Linked DNA regions of Drosophila melanogaster: region 2 is linked to region 1. Evidence: chromatin contacts called from public Hi-C data. All regions are on one chromosome and are shown on one strand. Each heading gives the region's core, a stretch centred on a gene start, on an enhancer-like site or on the middle of the called end of the contact. The rest is flanking DNA. Distances are from core to core; before and after follow the strand shown.

Region 1 (6,832 bases), core at 1,595-4,094:
GTATTTGCCATCTGGATGGGTGAGCACAAATACACATCATGATTTCTGGTGTGAATATAGCAAAGAAATTAACTGGGCAAATGTGGCTTGTGGAAAGCTAATTGATTAGTCAGCAGCGGCAGTTAGTGGCAAACTGTGATTCCCGACATCAGCTGATTAGATTGGGAATTGGCGGCGGCAATTTTTCAATTTTATAATTGCTGCCATTTGGAAAATTAAAGCCACCATATGCTGGCCTCCATCCAGGCAAAGGGCGATTCGTGAGAGATTCGTGATTGACTGGCTGATCAAGATCTGAGTTGATGGTTGGTAGCTGACCCAGGGATCGCAATAGAAAGGGCAGCCGGAAGCTCGTGAGGGTCATTATCGCAGTTGCATTGTGACAGTCAATTAATCTATATGGCCAGGAGCTAATTAAAAGAGCTGCTCTTATCTCTGGTAGCTTATTACCCATCGTTATTCATAAACTATAATCTTTGTAAATTCCAATATCAGCGTATATAGTATAATATTCTCTTCGTTTCATATTCCCATCGAGCAACTAACCCGTCTAACCTGCTCCGATCTCTAGGGACTCTAGTATCTTGTATCTGAGCCCATGGAGTGCAGTCAAAATCGTTACGGTTACTTTTAGAAAGGTATACAACCTGCATACCCATAACCTTATATGACCTCTGGGAACTCAGCTTGAAGACCACAGATTGCTTGGCAAATCGGTAGGCCCACTCGTAGATAACAATCTGAAGGGCATACCGAATTGGGTTGGAAAATATCATTGTTTATGATGTTAATAGCCCAATCGAGAGCTCTATTCGATTTCCACTTGATCCGAATTGCAGTGAAGCTCGTAAACTCCCCGCCAGATTAGATTCCTTGCGTCATGCTCGGACCGGCATAAAAAACCGGGTGAGCCGAGCACCAGTGCTAGTGAAGCTAGTGCAGCTAGCTCCACTCTATGAATGTGTGTGCATGTGTGCTGAAACTACTGAAAGTGCTTGCCCCCGCCTCGGAGTCTTTAACCTCCACAAGGTTGTCTTGTTGCCTCCACTCGCGTGCAGCGACGACTCTGATTTCTAAGCGAACTAACTGGCTCACCGGAGTGCAAAGTCCAAGTGCCAGCACCAACCAATATATTGTACATATATAGAAAAAGAAAAGAAAAAACAAAAACAAAAAAGGCAGGCCTGTCTGGGAATCGAACATTGTATCGAGGAGTTGGGGGAGCTCTCCTTGGGATTAGCATAGTAGTTGATATCCCAGTATATACCTATTTATGTGGCTATCAACTTACGCGATGCCAAAGCGTTGACGTCAACGCGAGACGACATTATCCACATATCGCAATTATATATGCAGCCGTTAATGTGGCCGCTGATTGCATCCTCGCATCAATTCTGCACTTTATGGCATTTCCGCCAACCTTGACCAAGTGGAGAACGACCAAGACGAGGTGTGAAGACCCTCCTTACCTTAGCTCCATTCCTAAATTGATACCATATGCGAATCATCGAAAAGTGCTAAGCGCACGCGCAGCTTGGCAAATAGTAAAACCACATCCAACAAATGATGAAGGAAAACAAAACTCAAGCGAATGGTAATGGAAATAACAAAGTGGCTAACAAAACGCTGGATCTCATCGAAAATTTGATAAGTGTCCCAGTTTGGCGAGCAGGTGATAAAACCAGCGCAAAGATCGGTTTCTAAATTCTCGTGCGGAGTAAACACGAGCAAAGTGCACTGCGAATTTAAGGTACAGTACTGAATCTATACTATTGAATCAAGAATAATATATAGTATGTACATATATTGTATATTTTTGAAACCCATATTTGAGTTTGTAGTTTGTTTGCCCTGCGATAAAAGCGTGAATAGAAGGCAATTAGCCGGTTTTCTTTTTTTTTTTTGGATGCCCCCAAAGGCTAAGATTATCTGTAAACACGTTCAAAGTGCGACTGCTCAATAATGCTCGAACACTTCTGCAAAAAAAAAAAATATAATTATTTTGCACACACTTTCTAAGGAATCCTCACGTTCGTTTCGGGATTCCTTTTAATCTTATCTATCATTTGCTAAGAAATTATTTTTGAGAACAATCACGTTTGCATTGAACTCATATGTACATATGTATGTACAATACATATGTTCGTCTAATCTCGCCATGTTCCACAGTTCCTCAATTGTTTTCGAATGGAGTGACACTATTTCAAAAACGACGTCTGCCCGCTTTCGCCTTGGAAACTTTTCGTTTGGATTGTGGAATTTTTAACGAGCGGAAAATTTATTTGGAAACTCACTCGCCGACTCGAAAAATATCGAAAACAAAGGGCAGCATAAATGCATAGGAATGTGTTCGTCGGTCGGTCGGTTGGTCGGTTGGTCGGTTGGTCGGTTGGTTCGACCTTTGGGCCCTTATAGATGTGGCTGGTCTTATAGATGTGGCTGTGTGTGCCACCGCTCACGTACTCCCTGCCCACCACCACTCCCTTCTTAACAGCGAGTACTACTCACCTTTGAGCATCGATATGGGTATGGCCTCGAAGGGGATCTTGGAGGCCTCCAGGAGGATGTAGAGCGCCCGGCTCGATTGGTTCAGGAAATCGAAGTAGAACTTGAGTGGCTGCGACATCTCGTTGATATATACTAATATATATATATTCCAACTATATACAGTGTGCTCTCTCCAAGTGACTAGAGTGGGTGCGAAAAAAAAAGTTGTGTAGGCACTTCAATGCACTGCAGTACAATCCAAAATTCGAAATTCCAGATCGGGGGATTCAAATCGAAACTGAGATCAGATCGCTTTGGAACCGTATCGCTGGACTTTTGCTGCTAGACTGAGCTCCGCAGCGCCGTCGCTGCGACATTTTAAACGCAATGCCGCTGCGTCGACGCCGACTGCGCAGCAAACTGGTGGGTGGGGTGAGGTGGTGTGTGGTGTATGGTGTATGGTGTATGGCGTTTGGTGTACGGTGTGTGGTGTGTGTGAAGTATTAGGGGAGGGGTGAACGGGGCGCATTCATTAAATGCGCCGCAAAAACAAGCCAGCGGAGCAGCGTTGCGATCACAACAAGATGCTAACAAAAAAAAAAAAAAAAAAGAGAAAAAAACAAAGCGAACACAAAAACAAAAACAGAGACAAAAAAGACCGGCTTCTTGTGCATATGTACATTGTATATGGTGCCCCCACTGCTGCTCCTCTGCTCCGCCTCTGCTGACACTGGCGCTACCCTTTCGCTGAGATCGAGACATTGCGACTGCATGCCCCTTTGAAAAGAGGGTGTGGCCCACAGCGAAAAGAGAGCGGGATATGCAAAACTTACCTATCGTAACTCGGGTATTACCAATCGGATGGTGGTGAAAATTGGTACCAGGTTTTATTACTCATTTTCTTGGCCGTATACCAAAATTCATACTAAAACTTACATAAATGCGATAGTTACAAGCAGCTTATATTTTAACCATAAAGTCATATAGAGTCCATATAGCTTCCCTTGCCGCTATTAAACTCGATGCATTTACTCAGGGCTTAACGAACACTTGGCTTAAATCCATGTGTTAGGGCTTTCCCAATTTTCGATAGGGTATTTCAAGTGTGCCTAGCTGTTCGATTTTATCGCTGTTTGTTTTGCTTTTAGTATTTTGTTGCTGCTGCGGCTTTTCTTGTTTTTGTTTTGCTGGTTTCTTTTTGACTCGGTATTCGGCTCTTTCGCCTTTGTACTGGACTAGCTTTGATATATTCGTGCGTTATCTGGCGACGATTTCCAATCAGAAAATGCTTAGTATTAATAAGTGTTTTGAGGATCCCAGCGATCCCAAGCCCCACAGCACCCCACTAAACGAATCTACGATGTGCGGTGTTATCTTGTTTACCAAAAACGGGGCCAATAACAGAAAATACCAACAAGAACAAGAAACACAACTATACCTTCCATATCGGTCAGCGAATTGTTTTTGTTCAACTGTTGAGCTGATAAAACTGGGCCGAAGTGCCAGCCAAAGTGCCTTGTCTTCGGATGTATCTGTATCTCTAAGATGCATTCGCTGTCACAAGTGTACGCTGTCCGTACAAGGTGGCACAACAGTTGGCACAAAGATACTTGCCACGATAATGGCTCAATAGAGTGCACTACACTTCACTTTTGATCAGCTGTTCATTTCGTGCATTTTCAGAAATTTCGCTATGATTATCCTATAAAAAATAGTTAATTTCTATTGCTAATTATTTAACTTACTAACTTAAAAAGTTGGAAACATTTAATTTTTTATATTTATTTTTGAAAGACGACCTTGGCAGCTGAAAATTATGGCATCGAATTCGTCAGAGGTTCATATGAATCGCGGAGGAGAGCAAACCGCGCTGAACGGGTCACGCCTTCACATTAAAGGCTTTTCTTAGTACCTCGCCAAGGATCGATTTGCTCAATGTATTCACGTTCTGGTCCTTGGAGGCCACGTGGCCGCTGGGCAGTGGAGCCCCGCTCTTATGAGTTTTCTCTACCTGTATTGATTGAAAATATTTTACTTTCACGTCGAAATCAAAAATAGTGACTATTCAAAGAATATGCAACTGTTGTGGGTTAAAGCGCGAAAATGAATTTTTATTAAATTGGAATAGCCGAATATATCAACTTCAGGGTTGCCAATTGCTCCTTATGAAATTCGATTGGAGAATCGACAAAGGAAATCAAATAAGGTAATCAAGGATGCCATTAAATTTAACTCGCACTAGCATTCGCATGACGACGACAGTTTGATAGGGGATTCCAAGAGCAAACTTTTATCCGAACGAAGCAAAACTTAGAGCTTGTGTATAAAACGAAAAAAGTTGCAGTTCGACGTGCCAGATACATATATATATATATATATATCTGGATTAGGATGCGTAAGATGCAAGTTCTAGTTCAGACGAGCGACGGCAAGAAGACGGTTTACGATGTGGATCGCTTCGGAACGGTGGCCAACCTGAAGGCACGGATCGGGCGAGCCATGTCCGTGCCCATGGGCTTCAGTCGGCTGTCCTACAAGGGTCGCGAGCTGTCCAATCAGAGCATACTGGAGGATGTGGGCCATAAGTCCATTCTGGATCTCACCTGGAAGCCGGTCGTCCTGACGCCCAAGCAATTGCGCGAAAAGAAGATTGGCAAGTTTAGCAAGTTCGGCTATGGCAGGAAAAACGATAGTGGTGAACATATGTCTACATTGATCGGCGGTTACCAGCAACGCATAGATCTGGAAAGTGACGATGATGAACTGGAGGCACAGGACTTGACTGAACTCGATTTGTTGTCCCTTAACTCCGATGATTCACTGGTCAACAACCAGACGGAGCTAGAGCCGATTGCTCCATTGAATTTCTCTGGATCTGATTAAGAAGGCTACGAAGAACGACAATAAGCAGTAGACTGTATTAAATAATCTTCAATTCAAATGACTGCGCTCATTTCATTTCAAAGTTCCTTCCAATGATTTTCAAAATACAAGCAGAACGGGTCTTAGAACAAATGCTTTATTTAAGTTGCATTATAAAAAAAAAATTCGAGAATACCACCCATTTACGAATCATTTAAAGTAATTTAAAGTAATTTCGAATTTGTTTACACTCAAGCAAATAATTAACGTCTCATGGCCAATGCCATAAAAATTCTTAAAATTTATGTATTATTTATGGACTGCATGGTATTCCTGAAAAGCTGAACTGTAGAACGAAAGCCATTTAACTCAAAAAATATTTATAAATATAGTTTAAATACATTCAACTGGTTTTTTTTTTTTTTTTTTTTTTTTTTTTTTTTTATTCATGATGATGTTTTTATTATTTGATCAACGCACTGTTACCCATGCGGCAACTTAATTTGATCTGCTTAAATTATTTTATTTTACAATGTGTCTTGGTTACTTAAGACTAACAGATTTTTAATCCTAAAAATGATAGGGAGAATTATAATAGTTGATATAACATAGTAATTATTATTTATTTGATTATTCTAATGAATTTTAAAACTAAGACTTTCTAGGTCAAAACCAGGTTAGGGAGGTCATGAGGGTGGTGATTCAACTGGTAAAACATAATTCGATATCCTGCAACTCTGTGATATATTTTAGCATACTTTTGTGCTGACTATTTAATGAGTTGCCCTCCCCCGTCCGCTACCAACCGATAGATGGCGCTTACAATTCTGTTGAGGTGTCGAACTTTAAATTTCATAATGTAACTTAGCCAAATATAGGATACTGATTGTTTTTCTTTAGTTTAAATGAAAAATGCAAACATATTCAAACTGTATAAGGTTGAAAATATCGTATACTTATCAATAAAAGTGTACGAATAATAACCATTTGCAGCCAAATCGTTGTGAGCATAAGTTCTTGATTTTTGTCATCGTTTATTCATCGCTTGGTTCGCTTATCAACTAGGTGTTACAGATATAGTATACAGCTTGATTCGGGTTTAGTATCTACAGCCTAGGCCTAGGTTCTACTGACGGGTTCAGGTTCAGATTAGCTTTAGTCACAGCTCAGCTCGGCTGCTGCCCTCGTGCCTCTCGTGCCGCTTTTACCTCCAAGAACGCTTCGATCACTTACTCACTAATAAATGCATTTCGCCTCCGGTACGTTTTCAATTAATTCCCGTCACTTGGATGGGGGAATTCTCGATCTCTTTATACTAGTCCTAAAATTTGTAGTTGGTAATTTTACCTTGCTTTCGATGCTGCTTGGAAGTAAAAGCGCAAAAAGACGATTCATAGCTTTAGATAAAGTAAAAAAAAAAAAAATATATATATATATATCTAAAGGCGCACAACTAAAAATATGAAAATAATTAGGGAAACTA
Region 2 (7,311 bases), core at 4,545-7,044, 350 kb before region 1:
CATTGCTATTGCTATTAAAAAACTTGACTTTTCGAAAATTTGCAGCTTTTATTTTTATGGGATTTTATAGATTTTTCTTTTTTGATTGTTTGATGAAACTTCTAAGCTAAACTACGCATTCCGGGTTTTTATTTTCTGATTATCAGAAAGTGCGTGACGATCGAACGTCCCTGGTAACCAGGGGGCGTGGCCATGGGCGCTCTAGTTCTGGGCGTGGTGCATGCCATGGTAGGCGGCCTGCTTGTGGGCAGGGCTGCGCTGACCGAAGGGGCTCTTGGCGTTGACCTCCAAGATGTAGTCACCGCGCAGATCGTAGTCGATCTGGAGACCCATGTAGGCGCGCTTGCCAAAGCCATCCTGCTCCTTGTACTGCTTCAGCGAGTTGGCCGGAACGGCGGGGAAATTGCGCTCGCTACCGGGACGCACAGACTCGGCAAAGTAACGGGTGGCACGGGCCACAGCCTCGATCACATTCTCGGAGCCGGGAACACCGGTGGACGGTCCGTTGGGGTAGAAGTCAACATCGCCGCAACGGATGGGCGTGCCCATGGCGAAGGTCGATGTGTGAATGGCATCAACGAAGTCAGCATCGCCGCGGGACAGACCACCCAGGATCTGGGGACGCTTGGACAGCACCTTGGCGGGATCCAGACCGGTGATGCGGCGCAGCTTGTGTCCGGTTTGGGCGGTGTACTTGTTGCCAGCAGCTCCGGCCACATGGGCGCTGATTCCCTGGCCGATCAGATGGATGATCTCCTGGGGCACACCCTTGTTGGTCAGATCGATCAGGGTCTGGCCGATCATGGCGCCGGTGTTCAGAACATCCAGCATCGCGTAGCGTTTGAAGTTGGTCAGGGTGGAGCCGAGGTCAATGATCTGCAATTTGAATTTCATAAATATCCATATGTACACGTTTAATTATGAAATATAGGAATGCGACCAACTTACGATCAAATCGCCGCTGGCAGCCTTGGCGGATTTCCATTGGTCAGCGGCCTCCTCGCTGCTGGTGTAGTCGTAGTCGCTGCTCTTGAGCTGCTGCTGCTGCTCCTGGGCGTTCTTCTGCAGCTGCTGGAGGTTGTACTTCTGGACGTAGGCCTGGATCAACCTGCGCATGGCCTTCTGCTGAGCGGGGCTGGTCTTGGGCAGACCAGTCAGGACAATGGTGACCTCATCCTCGCCGAATCCGGGCTGTGCCTTGGCCGTCTCCACATAGTTGTTCAACTTGCACTCAACCTTCTGTCCATTGGACTTGATAATCCAGACGGGCACATTGCTCGGGCTGGGCACAAAGCTGGGGGTCAGATCGTGCTTGATTTGGCCAACGTGGTCTAGGTGTGATTCACAAGGAGGTTATCTCTGGAGATTTCCAGCAACATCGGTTTCTACTCACAGATCTTCTCGATCACCTTGGCGCCCTGCTCCAGCGGCTGATTCTCCAAACGCTCCCAGGTGATGTCGTTGAGGGAGGGCACGTTCTCCAGCTCGGTGGCGGTCAGCCACTTGGTCGGCTTCAGTCGGTCATTGGAGGCATCCTTGGAGGCATGGGCCGCCACCAGGAGGCAGGTGGCCAGCAGGCAAATCCTTAGACTCATCATTTTGGTGCAAATCCGGAATTGAATCAGATCAGGCCAAACGCTAAACGACGTTTGATGGCTTCCTTCAGCCCCATCTCTGGCTTATATAGCTCAGATTCCAGATAGCGCACTGCCAGCGATTTTCTGCTGACCACCAGGAAGTCGTCGTCGTCGTCGTCGTTGTCGTCGTTGTCGGCTGTCTAGGCTTCCAGTTTTTTCCCCACCCCTTTCGTTCTGCTGATCTGTCGCCGGTGTATAAAGTGCAAGTCAAGGGAAAATTGATTGCAAATAGCCGGATTTATTTCACATGTGTGTGTGTTTGCCAACCATTTAGTTCTCTTATCGCACTAAGGTTTTTGAACCTCTTCACACTTGGCAAAAAATGGGCAAAAAAAAATCCATTCATAAAGTGTTAAGATTTAGATTATTGGAAAATCGTTGACCACTAGTAGTATTGCATCGTGATATATTTGTATCATCACTATCATTTGGTTTTAACGACACTTACAGATTTATGCATATAATTCCCAAAGTAATGCAAATTTTTGTTCTCTGCACTTAAAATGTATTCTAGTACGGATTGATTGAAACAACTTGTGCAGATCCCTTGATTAGAATTGAACTAGCAACAAACTTGCAACACCTGCGTCAAGTGAGGAACTGGTGTGACCCGGCATTGACCTCCAGCGATTGGAAGCCGGCCAAATTGGAATCAATGACCAGCCGCCAGGTGAATGCATTATATTTATATATGCAAAAGCATAGCAACTGCTAAAATGATGAGCTCAATCAAAACATAGGCAGCAACATCACCAAAAAGATTAATATATATTATGTTTGTGTCTGCATCAATAACAATAATGCTCCTGCTTAAGTTGCATAAAATTGCATTGCATAAAAAGGAAGGAATTGTATGGTAAAAAAAAAGGTAAACATAATATTTAGGCTATTAATCACACACACTTTACTCTACATTTGATTACTATACGTTACATAGTAAAATAAATGTAATATTTAATATGTTATACAAAAAAAATATATAATGTTTATTCTTACAAGTTTTAGCCTAGAGAACCGTTTATATAACGCGCTTATTTATATTTGTGTAGCCAATTCCAACACATGCCATAAGAACCTTCTGGGCACCGCGCACATTCTCCGCTTCGTCCTCGTCCTCCGCCTCGGGATTCTCCAGCTTGAAGGTGATCGAGAAGAAGTCGCGCAAATGTTGCAGAAAGTGAACGGTGTAATTGGACAGGGCACCTGTAATCAACATTATAATCAAACATGATTCAATTACATTCTTCAGCACATACCGGTGAGGAATTTGGAGACATGCTTTTGCCCCAGTGCTATATAGAGTGCCGCCAGCCATTGATAGCTGGAGTCTACACAGCCACCGCGATAAATCTCGTCTAGCAAACGCAGTGCCACCTCCTTGCCCAGATTCTCGGGTATGGATGGTGTATCCTCCTGTAAAGAAATTACAAGATAATACTATAAAACTAACTACTCCATAATGGCTTTCAGGCTACTCACCGACTCCTCTCTTGTGTTGGAACAGCAATCGGCGGCGAAGCACACACCGTCCGTAGTCTCGGCAATCAGACAGATGCCAAATCCGGGCGAATTACCCGACATCTTGCCTTTGTTCTGATCTGTGTAAATATAGACATCCGGCAGGAACTTTAGCATGCATCCCTTAGCCGCCTCCACGGTGCGATTGGCCATCGCCGGAGAGACTTTGCAGGCATAAACAGTGCCCCGAATGCGTTTAACCATGCCCTGTGACTGAAATTGTATGGCACGCAGGCTCTTTCGCACCGGACACCTGAAGATGATCTCTCCGCCGCCCAGCGGAGCAACTCCTCGGCGCACAACCTTGAGTTCGAGGCCCTCGTCGACTAGAAGGAATCGCTTGAGCAGGGATAGAGCTGCACCCTTGATGTGGTCCACGGATGGCGAGTCCTTGCTATTGGTCACACCGCGCAGGGTGCACTGTAGCGGACTCTTGCAAAATGGACCCAAGGCTATTAGGGCGTCCAGATAGTAGCCAATGCCACGCTGGACACAGCAATCATGATTTAGCTGACCGCCATGCAGTAATCCTGGTGAGAACATGACACTCGTGCCGGCGGGATTCAATTCGATCTTGGTTCCATTGGTGATTTTATCAAGCAGGCGAATTAAACTTATCTCGTACTCCCGCAGACCGGGTGCCGTTTCGTCCTCCGAACGGATTTGGCTGATCTTCACCGGTTTGCCGGACAGGCAGGCGAGGATTAGGCGCTGCTTGAGGAAGTTGCTGCCGCGGTAAATCAGGCAATTGCCCTCCTGGGCAATGGGCGGCATTTTATAGGCTCTAAACGCACCAATAAATCAAAGAATTTAGCAAATTGATCGGCGCACGTGCGTTAAAAGAGGTAAACAACGTCTATCGCCGGACTATCGGTTATCGATATAGAACACAGTATGGCAGCGCTCCTTAGGGCTGTCAAGTGTTGGAATTATCGCATTTAGTAAATAACATAATAAATTATTTACAAATGAATATATTTCAGAATGCATTTTTATAATTTACACAAGCACTGCAAACAATCGAACGTTTGTATTTTTATATTATTATTTTAAGAAAAAAAAATACTGCAAGCTTCTATTAAAAATACCAAACGCTGTAGGAGATTTGAATAGAATTGTTGTTGCGAAATTCTCTGCTCATTTTGAAAAAAATACTGCAAGCTTCTATTAAAAATACCAAACGCTGTAGGAGATTTGAATAGAATTGTTGTTGCGAAATTCTATGCTCACTTTGAAGTTGACGAAGGGGAAGTTCGCAGAAGGCGAACAAAACTAGTTGTAAAAATGTCTGCGGATCCAAAACTTTATGAATATGTCAATTGTCCCAACTCTAGCTCGCATTTGGTAATGCTGTTTAAAATGCCCTACCATTTGCCGCTTTGTGCCAAGAAATTTCCATCGGACGAATTAGCTCGCTGTCCATATAACAGAACCCATATGTACCCTATTGCCGATATATATGTAGGTTATGAATATATATTATATGTATGTAAGCAAATATTAAATTCAATTGTTTATCCCATTTGCAGGAACATATCATCAAGTGCCCGAGCTACTTACGCGAGGAGAGCCACAGCGACGCAAAAGAAGATGCCAAGGACTGTGATGCCAAGGAAAGTGATGCCAAGGACTGGGATGCCGACCCGCCGGTTTCGACATATGATCCGAATATCCACTGTGAGAAGAACCCTATCATTCGTCGTCTGCACGGAGCTACGCGCTCCTCTCGCCGGGCATTCCGCGAAAAGGAACGCAAGCGATTAATGGATTTGAATACTTTTCCTTAATCTATGAACATACTTACTTACTTACATACATCATATGAATACATACATATACATATACAACATACATACAAATAAACATATTTCATACATTTCGAAAAAGGAGCGTTTTATGTTAGCATAGATCAGCGTTTATTTAAAAATGTATTCAAATTAAAAATTAATAAGAGTTAATTCAAGGAATCTTCAACATATAATTTCATAAATATTCATATGGTAATTAAAATTACAAATAAGAGAGCCACAATTGGCGGCAATTTTGTTTTTTTTTTTTGCTTTCTGCCGCCACTTGGAAATGTACAGCAATTCCTGTTCAATATTTACTTCGTTTTCTTTTGCATCGCTTTCTGCCGCCAATTGGAAATGTGCTGCAATTTGGGTTATGTAGCTGCCCGCCCTGTTCAAAAATTCCTGGAAAATAAGATTTTACTGAATTGAATGTTTTTAAATCTTGATAAAAAGGTAAGATCATTGGGCGAGTATATATATACATCCAGTGAGTGTGTAAATAAAGTAATGTTTCATTGTTTTTACTAAATATGCATATGTTTGCTTGTATGCATTTCTTTCCTTTTTCTTTTAAAAACTACTTCTCTGAGATGCCACTCTGTTGGACCATTCCCAGAAGCCATCAAAATTCAATAAGTTTCGTTTATCTTAGTTTTCCTCATAGGCAGGCTTACTACATAGGATTGAATTTGTATTTACATATATTTGCAAACTTTTTAATAAACTTCCCCGTTTTAAGGGGAAGCTTCGCCAAGTGCGCTTTTATAACCCACCACCTTACCAGAATCGAACAGTCTGGCAGCACGGTCTCGCCGAAAAAGTATAAAAACCCACGTCTCGTCGCTCTCTGGTTCAGTCGAGTTGAGTTTTCACGGCGTGAACAACAGTGTGCGTTATTGGTTCCTTATTCTGCGGTTCTTCAATCCTTTTTGTTCCAATCCTACTGAAAAAGAAATCAAAAGTTCACATCGTTAAGCGGCAAAAACAACAAAAGCGAAGGTGAATAAGGCATAAAAAACAGCACACGCAACTGAATAGTTGTGGGTGTGCGAGTGTGTGTATGCGCGTGTGAAGGAGCCTTTTAGTAAACACTCACACACTTGTGTATTTTTTTTCTGTGAGACACAAGATATTTGAGTGCATTTTTTGCCATTTGCCTTGCCAACCCCTCTCCCCCGCACGCATATAAGAAGAGAAAGAGAGGCAGGGAAAAAATAAAGGAGCCCACGAAGAAAAGCAACAACTATTAAACAGGCTCCTCATCGTATAAAAGCAGCGCAGCCGCCGTCAACGTCAACTGCAGTGGGCCAACGTCGTTGCAGTCGTGTCGTTAGTTTTTGTTCTTGTTGCAGCAGCAGCATCAAAGACAGAAGTAGAGAGAGCGAGCGAAACAGCCGGAGAGACAAAACAAAAAGCACTTAGGTAAGTGGCAAAATAAAAAAAAACGCAGAAACAGCAGCAGCAGCAACAACAACATCGATCTTGACGAAGACCAATTCAAAGAAGCAAGCGAAAAAAACTGCCGGCGAATGCGAATATAAAAGCAAAAACGAAATTACAGTCGCGGTCACAAAATTATGCCATATTAGATGATTTCAATAAAAATAGGTGAAATTTAAGAATTTGTTGATGCGCGTTATTTGCTCCAATTGGAAAACGTTGGTCTACGTGATAAAATCAACCGGCACACACGCACGCACCCGAAAATTCGAGAAAAACTGAAACGAGGAAAGCCGAAACCGAAAAAAAAAACAGCTGCCCACATTGGATGGGGGGTGAATTTGTTTGTTTTTTTTTCTGCCTGCCAAACTTGTTCCTTAGGCTTTTTGATTTTATTTTCGTTGTCTCGAGGTTTATTTGCATTCGGCGCCCCGTCCAATGTTTCCATGTCATCCGATTTTGTTTTCCCATATTATCTACCAGAATTGCTGGCTCACAGTGGTGGTACAATTCACTCTGCATAATTAACGATTATTTAAGTATTTAACAAAATCAGATGCAAATGCAATATGACCTAAAGTATAATATGACTCCAAACCCGAGATGTGTTATTAGAAGGGTTCTGGACGGGGAATTTTGCAAACAATTCCAGGCAAAATACAAAAAAATTTCAATTTTTCTGGTTACTGGATGCCAAACAAATACAGTTCTCAGTTTATAAAAGGCATAACAAAACCATCAAATTTATTCTGTAGTTTCAAAAAGAGTGGGTGACACAAATTGGTTTTTAATTTCTTTTATATCTATTTATGCAATTCATGTGCGCCTAATAGTTCGATCTCTTCTGTTAAAAAAAACAAACAACAGCATTCAATGGTGAGAACGTCTCTGCTTCTTTTTCTTGTTCTTTTTATTGGACATTG

What was found. A called contact is a pair of places that touch in the nucleus more often than the background predicts.
Region 2: a contact with region 1 is called in a Hi-C map of the S2 cell line, with 2.3 times the contacts expected there. The contact joins the promoter of Pdcd4 here to the promoter of GstT4 in region 1. A contact is called at or near these places in 9 of 107 Hi-C or Micro-C datasets (the Clone 8 cell line, the Kc167 cell line, the S2 cell line and 3 more).

The regions. Positions count from the first base shown.
Region 1 is chrX:13,400,761-13,407,592 of dm6, reverse strand. It overlaps GstT4 (Glutathione S transferase T4), which reads right to left and starts at 2,844. Exons shown (of 4, transcript NM_132658.2): 1 at 2,509-2,844. The coding sequence starts at 2,626. Bcat (Branched chain amino acid transaminase) reads right to left here. Exons shown (of 6, transcript NM_132656.2): 6 at 6,369-6,832. It overlaps CG12725, which reads left to right and starts at 4,730. Exons shown (of 1, transcript NM_132657.2): 1 at 4,730-5,754. The coding sequence starts at 4,879. The coding sequence ends at 5,370.
Region 2 is chrX:13,753,889-13,761,199 of dm6, reverse strand. Pdcd4 (Programmed cell death 4) reads left to right here and starts at 5,794. Exons shown (of 4, transcript NM_001272604.1): 1 at 5,794-5,947. It overlaps CG32625, which reads left to right and starts at 4,374. Exons shown (of 2, transcript NM_167381.3): 1 at 4,374-4,616; 2 at 4,685-5,036. The coding sequence starts at 4,440. The coding sequence ends at 4,942. It overlaps Rtc1, which reads right to left and starts at 4,021. Exons shown (of 3, transcript NM_132691.4): 1 at 3,117-4,021; 2 at 2,894-3,050; 3 at 2,602-2,840. The coding sequence starts at 3,929. The coding sequence ends at 2,656. Yp3 (Yolk protein 3) reads right to left here and starts at 1,654. Exons shown (of 3, transcript NM_001298299.1): 1 at 1,394-1,654; 2 at 949-1,331; 3 at 1-876. The coding sequence starts at 1,598. The coding sequence ends at 202. It also overlaps asRNA:CR43833.